Regions from separate parts of the Mus musculus genome. Here region 1 is linked to region 2. Evidence: chromatin contacts called from public promoter capture Hi-C data. All regions are on one chromosome and are shown on one strand. Each heading gives the region's core, a stretch centred on a gene start, on an enhancer-like site or on the middle of the called end of the contact. The rest is flanking DNA. Distances are from core to core; before and after follow the strand shown.

Region 1 (3,236 bases), core at 79-2,578, 1.8 Mb before region 2:
GACGGTTCACATCTTGTGACCCATGTTAGTGAGTGGTGATTCTTGCTGATGCTCAGTCAGCTCTATTGTTGTGTCTTCCAGCCATTTTATCAGCATGAGTCACTCCCCTTGTGCCAATGCCTGCTGATCACACTCCACTTTATGCTTTCTTCTTAGTCATCCTGGTTGCCAGTCTTTATTTAGACAAACTAGCAGCTCATATAGCGCATTTCTCCCATCTGGCATTAACTGTTTTGTTTGTTTGTTTGTTTATTTATGTTTTCTCGTGAAGCCTTTTGCTCTCCTGCTTTCTTTTTCTTTTAATCTGATGGCTCTATGATAATAAATGAAGACTACAATACATATTTGTAATTTATCTCATAGCTTCTTCAACATTCATTTGGTTGTAGCTATTATACTAAATCTTAATATGTAACATTAAAGATTAGATTAATAAATTTTCATCATTTAAATGAGATTATTTCTTTAGTACACTTTCATGCCAGCTGGAGTGTGTGTGTGTGTTTCTTCCCCATGTATATCGTGGAAGTAATGAATGAATAAGATAATTATATAAATCAAATGAGAAGGAAGGATGAAGATAGGAAAGCAACTGATTTAAGTAGCTCATCTTATGCCACATTACTTATATTAAAGATTCAAAATCATCTGATATGATGCTTCCACATAAAACAAAACAAAACAAAACAAAACCAGTGTCAATGAATTCTACTGTCTGTAGGTAACAATTTTTTTTCCTTCTTTCCTTCTTCCTCTTTCTTTCTTTCTTTCTTTCTTTTTTTCTTTCTTTCTTTCTTTCTTTCTTTCTTTCTTTCTTTCTTTCTTTCTTTCTTTCTTTCTTCCTCTCTTTCTTTCAGAACACATTCAGAGGCCTGTTCAAGCTCATACTTTAAATTTTACATGGAATGAGTATTCAGTAGACATTTTTTGTTTGTTATTACCCCTGCCCCCACCAGGAAACCATCTATATTCATAAACGTCAGGGCTAATATTGACAGATGGTGCTACAAATGAGATTGGAGAAATAAGGACAAAAGAAAATTCAGAGAGAAGAAAGAGAAAGATAGAGTTTAAAAGGAGGAGAGGTAGATACAAAAGCAATAGAGGAAGACAGACTCCAGTGCCACGTGGCTCAGCTGCACCTGTGACGGATCCTCCTCCACACGAGGGTGGGGATGCCTGAGGGAAGTCAAATCCACATGAGCATGTCACTCAATTCACTTCTCTCATTTTTCTTTTGGTAAAGGGTAAACCACATGTTGGTGATCACCAGGATTCCTTTTTACTGAGAACTCCATAAAAGGTCACATACTAAGCCAGGTGGCAGCTTGGCAACTCCAGCAAATGTTTACATTCCAAACATACTCCGAAGGCACCCCACGGAGCTTGAACAGGCCTCTGAATGTGTTCTGAAAGAAAGAGAGAAAGAAAGAAAGAAAGAAAGAAAGAAAGAAAGAAAGAAAGAAAGAAAGAAAGAAAGAAAGAAAGAGGAAGAAGGAAAGAAGGAATCTTAAATATGAATTGCTTTTTGGAATTTACTGAAGTGTCCTTTCATTCTTTTCTAAAAGAATTCTGTCTGAGAAAGCCATCTGGGAAGTATGCAGCTCAGGTCTTCCTGTGGGTTGCAAACACTACTGTGTGCTGATTACAAACCAATGGAAGGGTCACTTTCTGACATTGAAAGTCTAAATCACTTTCAGCATGGAGGAGACATATGTGTTGGGATGGATCCCATTTAATTAGTTTGCTGTAGCTGAACTCCAGAGTGAATCTGGCTGAAGCCAACTGTTAACAAATACACCAGATTTTAGCATCTGGAAGGAAGGCCATCCAAAACAAATTATATGAGCTACATAGAATGTAGCTCTGGTGTGGTCATCTGATTCCTTAGCAGTGACCATAGCCTGCTTATGTAGGATGAACTTTTAACCCAAGAAATGACAATTTTGCAAACAACAGCTGCACAGCTCTTATGCCAATGGAACTATAAAGATTCAAATAAAGTGATTTGTGTGTTTAGTGGTATTAGCCCTTCAGAAATGGCTATTTCTTTCAGACTGAGAAAATAAGAATGTTTGGAGCTCATCTTTAGAAGATAAACCATGACTTAGGGAAAACAAATATAATTGTTTCTCCTTCTCTGAATCAACTGAATCAATGTCTATTTTTCTCTTACATCTGAAAATTGTGTTGTGCCATAAATCAATTTGTTCCCATCCTGACATAGTGTGGTCTTCCCTATACCTGCCGACCTGCCATGCTTGGCACTTTCAGGTAGTTATTGATTGAATCTACAGATTCAGTCGCATCTCATGACATACTGTCATCACTCTCTTAATTACCTAATGTAGTTGCTGCTGACCATGACAATGTGCGCAATAAAGTAGACACACATTAGTAAAGTGTAAACAGAAAAGAAATTAGATGAGCTAAGGCAATTTTCATAAAAGCCCCTTCACCTAAATGGGAGGTATCACAAATTTTGTTAGAGACTTTCAGGGAATGAGATGGATCATCTTTACAGCCATCTGAATGGTGGTATATGTTATAGATGAAGTGAGCATATTTAGAAAGAAAGTCAATAACACCTCCCCCCCCACACACACAAACATACAGATATAGATACAGACACACACACACAGACACACACACACACCTGTATACTAGGGTTCTTTGGGAAGGGTTGTGCTGTGTTTGTCAGTACATTTACTTCTCTAAGCACGAATAGGAAAGCATCACCTGTCTCATCACTAAGCAAAGTTCCACAAGGTCTTGTTAAGGACTTGTCCTGAGCCTCAGCATCCAAAAAGCTTCTCTAACAGTGAGTGCAGACACTGAGTAGTCCATAGCAGGCCATCAATTCATCTGCAGCATCTGTCTACTTTTGACATGTCTTAAGAGTGAACAAGACAAATTCTCTTGCTATTCTCTATTCTTTAGTAGGTTGAAGGTAATTTGGTGATTATGAATATTTTCTTCTCACTTGTTTTTCCCCTTCTTTCCTGCCTTCTTCATTCTATTTGATTAAAAAAAACATTTCAAGGAAGACTAGGCAGAAAAAAAGGGGTTATAGAGAAAGCTTTAGATTTTGGCAGTCAAAAGGAATGAGCATATTCCATTTTTTAGAAATTTCATGGTAGCTAAAAACCCTTTAATTATCTGAAAGTTATGTATATTTTCACATCGATTAATCATTCCATTCATACATTCCTATCATGGCATATATGCATTTTCAT
Region 2 (3,262 bases), core at 608-3,107:
ATAAATAAGTGAAAGTACGATTTCTTAATAAGACTGGGTGATTTTGTAGCATCTTAAAGGGAATTCTTAGATTTCTCATGTTTAAAATTAAACAGTTGGAACGTTCTGCCAATTAAACGAAGCTCCACAGATGGCTTTTACCCTTTTGCTTCATAACAGAAAGGATATGCAATCATTTTTATGGAAGATTATCTAAAGAGAACATTACTGTAAATCAATGCCATAAATATTAGACACCCCCTTTCTCCTGGCTGGAATATGCATCTCTAGATGCTTGCACTGACAACTAAGGTGATAAATGCTCTAGGCCAAATCTTAAATAATAGCTGTCGGGTTCCAGCTAGTACGGATGCACTTCTAGTGTACCCCAAAACTCCAGGATTCAGCTCACTGCCAACAAAGGACAGCAAGTGATTCCCTGCAGCATAAAAGCCGGGAAGGCTACCTTGGGCTTTGTTTTTGTTATGTAAAATGCATTAAAGTGACTCACCCACTTAAGACTACCTACTCTGAACAGCTTTAAAGTACCTTCAAGAACCAAAATAAATGCTTTCCCAGAATGCCAGATAAGCTATTCAGCGCATTTAAAAATACGTATATGTGCCACTGACTCTGATTCCTTCTTGCACCCGAGAGAGCGAAGAATGGTTGCACTGCATCCCTTCCTGCCGTGTGACTACAGCTACCTTTCAACACTCTATTTCTAGAATAGCAACGGTTTCTTTCTCTCTTTCTCTTTTTGAAAGTTATTTTAGAAATGTTAAAAATAAGGGAAAATTGCTGGAGACTGGGGAAACAGTCCCACCCTCAAAGAATAGGGGTTCTATTCATTCTAAGAACAGGAACCGCGTGTCTGTCGGCACTTAGATGTTTCAAATAAAGGGTTGGGTAGGTTGGCTTGGGTGGCCCTTGTACCTGTGAGCACTGGGGTGGACAGCTCGCTTAGCTGCCGGGAGCGAGCTGGCTACAAACCAGGGAAGCTGTCAGGCGCTCCTAGTAATTTGGGATCTAAATGAGTTTGGACAGCACAGCAATTAGCATCCTAGAGGCCAAGTACAGGAGAAGCGCAAGCTACCGGGGTCAGCCTGAAATTAACTCTGAAATACCTAACGGAAACCCAACTTTTTCATCTGGCTGGGTTTGGTGGGAGCTGGGTATGCTCACAAAGTTTTTCCCCAAGTCCGGCTACAGTCTTCAGCTTGCAGCATCCTCGGAGACCAGGCTGAGACGCCGCCGACGGCTAGCGGACGTTCCCTGGGACGGTGCGGCCGGCCGAGGCTCGGCACGCCGGTTCCGAGCTCACTCCAGCGGCCAGCAGCGCATCACCGGGCGGCCCAGCCTCCGAGGCTCCCGGCCGCGCTCCCCGCCCCCCACCGGCAGCCCGCCCGGCATCGAGCGGGGACCCCCGCCTCCAGCCCAACCTGGGCCCGCCGACTTACGTGACGGGCGAAGGGAAGGGCTCCTCGCTCGAGGGGCCGATCAGCCCAGATTGGAAAAGTGTCAGAGTCAAGGCCAGCAGGCAGCCAGCAGCCATCTTCGCGATCGAAGATCAGTGCCCTCCCTGCCGGCCCGGAGGCGGCGGAGCTGCACGAGGCGGCTGAGGGACGGAGCCGGGGCGCCGACGTCTGCGGGAGAGCGCGCGGGGAGAAGCGGGCTGGGCACGGGCGGGCGGCCGGGCGGGCCGGGCGGGGCCGGGCGGACTCTCTAGCGCGTGGCTGCCGCTCCGTGCCACGGCTGCCTCGCCTGCGCCGCCATCAAGGGCGACTGTGGAAACAGAGCTCGGCCAGCCCGCCGGCGCCCGCGCGCTCTGGCTCCCAGCGCTCGCCTCCCTGATTTATCCGCGGTCGCCGAGGAGAGGGCGGGGGCGGGGCGGGGGCGGAGGGGGCGGCGCGGGGACGCGGCGGCTGCGGGGATGGGGGTGGCCGGAGCGGGGCTCCGGCTGCCTTCCCCGGGCGGGTCTCGGGGAGGCGGCTGTGGGTGGGCAGCGGGAGGGCCGGGCGTCAGAGCCGGGCGGGGACGGCCCGGGCGCAGCCCTCCGTACAAGGCAGGGAGGAACTCCCAAAGTCGCCGTCGCCTGCTCCCGCCGCGGGGCGTGCGGAGGCCGAGCGGACGGAGCCCGTAGGTGCTCCCCGAGGGACCACCGGCCGGCCGCGCGTATCTACCGCTCGCGCAGGCTCCTGCCGAGCACTTTGCTCGCCTCCTCCGGGTTATTTTTTGCACAATCTGGCAGGGGCCCCCAAGCCCTTCTCCCAGGCGTAGAATCCGCTGCCTGCCTAAGAATCATGAAGTGATTTAACAACAAATCTAGGAGGGGTTTGTGGTGCTTTAGAAAACGCCGCTGTGGACTCAACCAGGTGGCACTGGTTTTCATGGTGTGCCAGGGGGTTAGGGCCTTTGACAGGGCTCTAACTAATGGTGCCAGCGGCCCTACACCCACGTACAAGTAGACTTGGTTTACCTGGCGGGGGCAGATCCTCAAGGGGCGGACTCTGGGAATCATTGCAGAACAAGCTAGCAGATGCTGTAAGATGTCTTTCCTACTCGTCCATAAGAAGCAAGGCTAGAGGGTGGTTAGTGTTGCAAGGGGCTTTGGCAACATCTTAGCAAGCAACCTTCCAACTGGTTGAAAATTTTCCCGTCCTGACCACTGGACTGCTTTGTGAACAAGCTTGTTGCCTGCTGAATTCACTTTCTCAGTGTGAACACAGAGCGGAGGTTAACATCAGAAACAGGTGGCCCTCTGCAAATTGCATCTGAAATGTGGAGGAAGGGCTGGTTTTACCTCCACTCTGGGGAGAAGCAAGGCTATCTAGGGCCTTCTAGAAAGAGCAAAACAAAACAAAACAAAACCATCGGTCTTCATTTATACCTTCCCTGCCTGGCTCAGGCCACTTTCGAGGACAGACTTGGTGGGCCGCTGCTAGAAAGGCTTCATGGAACAGCCCAAATTCTTAAGCTGCTTGCAGAAGGATATGAAAACACTTTGACATGAAGTCAGAGAATACAGTTCCTGATAAGAAAAAAGACCCTCACACTAAGGCGAAGAGTCTGTAATGATGTTGTGGCTGTAAGATTATTAACCCCTTTTATAGAAGATTGTTAATCGCCCCTTTTATAGACGGGTAGATAGACCTCTACTCATTCGGAATTGATCAGACAAAGAGATGGTGATGATGGGAGTGATTGCCGACCAGCTCACAAATGTATTTGTGATTTTATGATGTTTGGCCAGGTAGGTTAGCTTTCCCGTCCCCCTTATCTC

Evidence for each region. Promoter capture Hi-C pulls out the DNA fragments that hold promoters and counts their contacts.
Region 1: a contact with region 2 is called in a promoter capture Hi-C map of stem cell-derived epiblast-like cells, with 2.6 times the contacts expected there. The contact joins the enhancer-like site here to the promoter of Cacna2d1 in region 2. A contact is called at or near these places in 7 of 39 promoter capture datasets (the 3T3-L1 cell line, 3T3-L1-derived adipocytes, the HPC-7 cell line and 3 more) and 2 of 115 datasets of contacts at active chromatin or transcription factors (forebrain and stem cell-derived neural progenitor cells).

The regions. Positions count from the first base shown.
Region 1 is chr5:17,745,348-17,748,583 of GRCm38.p6, reverse strand. No RefSeq gene overlaps it. Among named protein-coding and RNA genes, the nearest start is that of Cd36, 89 kb to the left of the region's middle. Within about 2 kb of position 1,328, at least 36 of the 459 cell types and tissues checked have an H3K27ac peak or open chromatin away from gene starts, as enhancers often do. A contact at or near this core is called in stem cell-derived epiblast-like cells, where this site is marked.
Region 2 is chr5:15,933,286-15,936,547 of GRCm38.p6, reverse strand. It overlaps Cacna2d1 (calcium channel, voltage-dependent, alpha2/delta subunit 1), which reads right to left and starts at 1,857. Exons shown (of 39, transcript NM_001110844.1): 1 at 1,440-1,857. The coding sequence starts at 1,534. Gm3510 (a long non-coding RNA gene) reads left to right here and starts at 2,285. Exons shown (of 2, transcript XR_003955870.1): 1 at 2,285-3,262.